Regions from separate parts of the Astyanax mexicanus genome. Here region 2 is linked to region 1. The links are chromatin contacts, called in public Hi-C maps. All regions are on one chromosome and are shown on one strand. Each heading gives the region's core, a stretch centred on a gene start, on an enhancer-like site or on the middle of the called end of the contact. The rest is flanking DNA. Distances are from core to core; before and after follow the strand shown. Region 1 holds the start of slc44a1a (solute carrier family 44 member 1a). Region 2 overlaps abca1a (ATP-binding cassette, sub-family A (ABC1), member 1A).

The links. A called contact is a pair of places that touch in the nucleus more often than the background predicts.
Region 2: a contact with region 1 is called in a Hi-C map of muscle, with 19 times the contacts expected there. The contact joins the enhancer-like site here to the promoter of slc44a1a in region 1. A contact is called at or near these places in 3 of 3 Hi-C or Micro-C datasets (blood and muscle).

The regions. Positions count from the first base shown.
Region 1 is chr25:22,391,363-22,394,176 of AstMex3_surface, reverse strand. slc44a1a (solute carrier family 44 member 1a) reads left to right here and starts at 1,441. Exons shown (of 16, transcript XM_022667240.2): 1 at 1,441-1,771; 2 at 2,771-2,814. The coding sequence starts at 1,748.
Region 2 is chr25:22,440,777-22,443,590 of AstMex3_surface, reverse strand. It overlaps abca1a (ATP-binding cassette, sub-family A (ABC1), member 1A), which reads right to left. Exons shown (of 48, transcript XM_022667239.2): 9 at 1,243-1,483; 10 at 693-832. Among protein-coding and RNA genes, the nearest start is that of abca1a, 30 kb to the right of the region's middle. Within about 2 kb of position 1,405, the one cell type or tissue checked has an H3K27ac peak away from gene starts, as active enhancers do.

The DNA of each region.
Region 1 (2,814 bases), core at 192-2,691:
ACTGGGGCTCGTATTGTCTTAAACTATTATTGATTCATTACTGTTTAAACTGTTGCTCATCACTCCAATTTCCAACACATATTATTAGTATTATTTCATATTTTGCAAAAAGTGATCAATATGGTCAATCTTGCACAGTAGATATATCAATATTTTTTTCAATTATACTAAAGCATACCACTTAAATCATTTAATATTCACTTAATATGCACTTTTTGTGTAAATATTTTTAAAAACTGACAGAATGTGTGAATATCCAGCAGGTGGCGCTGAAGTCCTACAATAGGAAGGCACACATGGGCTAACAAAGGATGACGTCATCTTATTATAAGTTCTGTGTAAATATGGTTAAACTCAGACTTTTTTATTGTGCAAAATCATATATAACATATGTTAAATAAATATATGCGCATGTACTAAAAGTGAAATACATTTCAGTATAAGTTTTATTATGCATTTTGCAGCACATTCAATATTTACATACATACTGTATATACAACAGCCCATAATACTAATAATAGGCATATACTATACTACTATACATATATAATACTAATAATACACTATACAATGAAATTTTACTGTGTTAATCTTCCACTGACACACGAGCTATTAACAAAAATAAATAAAAAGAGTAGAAGAACTATAAAACATAAATTATAGACTATAAACATACAATAAAGTATTAAGCTAAATATATAAGTTAAATATAGACAATGTACTATAGGGAATATACAATAGGAAGTAGACAAGTAATATATTTAAATTGGTAATCTGCACAAAATAACAAGAGAGTAAAGTAATGTGTGCACAGTAAAGCGGAAGTAAGACAATAGCAATATGTAGTGTATGTGTATTTATAGACCAGCAAGTTCAGTGATGTGGTTATATATATGTACGTGTGTGTTACATATATGCATATATGCAACAGACAGCATAATAATATAGATTTTATTTTTTATTAAAAGTATAGTTTATACAGCATAATAATGCAACAGACAGCATAATAATATAGATTTTTATAAGTTATAAGTATAGTTTTATACAGCATAATAATGCAACAACATAAAAATATAGTTTTATAAGTTATAAGTATAGTTTATACAGCATGATAATGCGACGGTTAAATGTTTATATGTTTTATGTGATATATGTTTATAAATTAAGGGATTATAAGTTTTAATTGTATTTTTTTAGCATATAAAACCTTATTGTTAATATTATTGTATTTGTGGAACAGTGCATTAATACTACACTAACCGGTTCACTCACACAGCTCAGTCAAATCTGCCGCCGCTCCGCCAATCCCGATGCGCTGCTACTGAACCGGTTCAGGATCTGTTCACACTGTGACCGCTGCTCCGCTTTAATCTCAGGCAGAAGCAGCAGCTGATCCTGGATCAGCCGGTAAACTCAGACCTGCCCGCCTCCCCCCGCCCTCCCTCCCTCTGCAGCCTCACCGTTCAGGAAGTTATTCCTCACCGTCCCCAGATCCGGAGAATAGAGGAATCCGGAGTTAATCCGGTTTAAACCGCGCAGATCTGAACGCGGACGGGATTCGCGCAGTGTTTTATTACTGGATCTATTTATTAACGCGGTGCTGCTGCGGTCTGAGAGCGTTTATTACCGGATTTAAAATCCTGGAGCTGATTTTCCTCCATTCCAGACCAGCCAGGCAACTCCCCGCTAGTTTCAGCATCTGATTCTGTTTAATTCGGATTATTATCCAGATCAGGAATCTGCTGCGATGGGATGCTGCAGCAGTGCAGAGGTGAGCTGAACCTGGCGGACTGCGCGGTTTTACAGGGTTATGATCTTCAGGCTGTTTTAAAAACGCCTGTGTTGTTGGTTGGAGGGTTTGGTCTTGGCTCCGCCCTCTTTTAGAAACGCTGGAGTTTTATAATCTGAATTTTTCGCTTTATAGGGAATTTTTAATGCTTTAATGTAGAAATACCAGGAGGTAGCGTATGATAGATAATATATCGCTGTTTGACCATTAGCTCTGGAGTTGGGGGTGTCACAATATTATACTTTGGATTTGATACTGATACAAAGTGCACGGTCACAATGCTCGATACCAAACGATACTATGGCAAAACAAAGAAAATGCAATTTATATATATATATATATATATATATATATATATATATATATATATATATATATATATATATATATATATATATATATATATATATATATATATAAAGCTCTGTGGAAAAAACAAATAGAGACCACTTCAGTTTCTGAATCAGTTTCTCTGATGTTGCTATTTTTAGTTATATGTTTATGTAAAATGAATATTGTTGTTTTATTCTATAAACTACATACAACATTTTTTTACATATCACCTTGCTCTAGTAGTGCATGATTACATACATACACAGAGGATGCAATACTGTTTATATCCATATCAAAATTATATTGCATCGACCGAAATTAAGAAATATATCATGATATTCATTTTGGCCATATCGTTCAGTACTACGAATGACCTATGATATGCATTAAAATTGGTCAAATAAATAATTGTGATGAACAAAAAATAATATTTGCAATATTTTTTAAATATAATAGCATCATTTCTTCAAAATGTATTATTACTCTATTTCAATTATGAAGAATATTCAGGCATTTGAATAAAATAAAAAAAATGTACCATTTTATTTTAACAAAGTGGACATGCCTTTTGCGTTATTTACACTCATTGCTAAGTACACTCATTTACACTCAGTGCACATTTTAAATAATTCTTGTGTTTCTTGACAGAAAAAGGTGGACTGGAAGCCTCTGGAGGAGCGGCGGTGCACTGA
Region 2 (2,814 bases), core at 156-2,655, 49 kb before region 1:
GAAAGAGGGTAACGGAGGATTCAAGGCATCAGTAATGTTCTTTACTAAAACAATGGATCTGTAGAGAATAAGACATGGGACTAGTACTGTGTCCCATGATTTTTGTCATGTCCCATTCACTGTAAACCCACAATCTCTTCACCTACAATTATATATTTCCAAAACTCAATCAACTATTTTGAGTTATGTGAACATTTGTGGTTGAATATACATTCAAACTGAGGTCTACTTTTCTATTGGCTTTTGGCGTTTCTGACCCTCACCATCAGTGTGTAGTCATTCCCCCCATGCTATCTTATAATACAAGATAAATATAAGATCATGTAACATGATTAACTGCCTGGCCTCTACGTTGTAGGCTATAAGAGCAAGCAGCATCTGAGCTGTTCACTTTTTAAATTTTCACTATGAGTATTTATAAATATATCTAATTAAATTAACTTACTAAATATTTTAAGTCTAATTAACTCATTGACTCATATCGACTTTTAAAAACTAAGACAACAAATGACCTCAACTTATTTAAGTAAATTCAACTTATCCAGGACTTAAGAGTCACTCATCTGTTTGCATGGACAATTCTAGCCAGATGCCGCCGGTCACGATCATTACCACCCACTCCACTCTCTATTCAATCCTGGTAAAGTGTATATTCTGCTCCTCACTCTCAGTACAGCAAATGCTTTGAGTACCTCATGGATGATCCTCTGTGTGGCCGGAGTGTCGGGTGTGTACAGGATCTTCCCCATCAGCAGAGGCTTCAGAGCTCTCCAGATCATACGGGAGACAGGGCTGGACTCCAGACTCTTCATCATGTTGTTACAGTAGGGAGCTGAGAAGACACAAAGATAAGAGAGGAAATAAAAGACTTGCACACATCTAAACAATGAACGATGTTTATATAACTGTAAAATATAACTGTAAAATGGTGATATAACTGTAGTACACTCATAGCTTCTCCCATGACTGAACATTTTTGGATCATGTCTTTTTCCACCAGTGTAACAGATGGATAAATAGATTGACGGATGGACCAATGACTCACACTCATAAACAATGGAAAAAACACCCTACATTTTCAGATATTACACTCATTATTAATACAATACAATGCACTCAGAAGGAATCAACTTCACTGCAATCCCACACTTCCTACTGGGTGCAAATATTTTTGCAACCATTTCTTCGACTGATAAGTTTGGCTGATATACAGTATAAAATATATGAGCTGTGGTCACTCACTGGACGTGTTGTCGTAGGCGGACATGGGCTCGGTCTCGTTGTCGTTATGGTTACCGAACAGGGCCTTGTAGTTGTTGTCTTCGTACCAGTTGAGGGATTTGATCTTGAGGCCGCCGCCCTCCGGGTGACCACAGACGATGCGGGACACGGCCTGGTACATGTGGTTCGGGGAGCGCGTGACGTTACCCGTCAGGTACAGGATCTCGTTCCGCATGTCCCGCCAGCTCTTCATACTCACCAGCTGTGAAAAGAAAAAAACAGAGGAGAACAATTAAGATACATTTACTATCACTTATTTATTAGTTAACTGATTTCTATAATTCAACCATTGGATTGCTGTGATATTCCAGGTGGTTTCTATGGTATTATGGTGTGCTATGGTTGTTAGGTGGTTGGTTTGGTTCATCAGGTGGTTATTATCATTTTGCTTAGTGGCTGATAATAGTTGATAAATTGTTTCTGTTGTACCCCAGGTGGTTTCTAGGGTGTTCCTAGATGCGTGCCTTTGTACTGCAATGTGGCTGCTGTGGTACTTCAGGTGGTTGTTATGGTGTTGCCAGCTGGTTTATTTGGTGCTGCTGAGGGGTTGTTAGATGGTTGATAAAGGTGGTTTCTAGGTTGTTCCTAGATGCTGCTTAGTGGCTGATATGGTATCCTTGGTGGTTCCTATGGTCTTTCTAGTTGGCTGCTTAGGGGCTGTTGGGTAGTTGATAAAGGTTGTTTCTAGGGTGTTTATAGATGTTGCTTAGTGGCTGATATGGTATCCTTGGTGGTGTTTCTATTCAGTTGCTAACAAGACTTTTAGGTCTTTGATAAAGGTGGTTTCTAGGGTGTTCATAGATGTTGTTTAGTGGCCGATATGGTATCCTTGGTGGTTTATACGGTCTTTTTAGTTGGTTGCTTATGGAAGTGTTGATACATTGTTTCTGTGGGATCCTAGGAGGTTTCAAGGGTGTTCCTAGATGGCTACTTTTGTAGTGCAAAGTGGCTGCTCTGGTAGCCCTTGTGGTTGCTGTGGTTCCACTTCAAAGCAGTTGTTAGATGGTTATTGTACATGGTTGCTATGATATTTCATGTAGCTGCTATGGTTTTAATAGTTGTTTTCTATGGTAGCTGCTAGGATTCCCCAGCTTTTTTTGCTTTTAGCATCCCAGAAATGCATCTGACTCCCCAATTGATCCCATGTGTGTTTGTTTGTTCATTGTCTTGGATGAGTTAAAATCGACGGACCGAATGTCTTGCTGGGCAATTGCCTGTACAATGATCTTATCTGAAACGAAGGGAACTGAACTGATTGTCTTTCCAAATGAAGAAAAAACTGGATTGCAAAATAAGAACCAGATGAAACAGGTTTCCCAGATGTTGACGAATGACCAGCAAGCTGTCCAAAATCTCCAAGAACTGTTTGTGGATTTCTAATTGAATAAAGAGAATGAGTGAGAACAAGCAGATAAAGGATGAATGCGTGTTTATTGCATTCCTCCTCATTACTGTAACGGGTGAACGAGGACACAGGGGTGAGCTGGATTAAGTGAACCGGGTGGACGATTCACCAATCATTCCAGAAAGCTC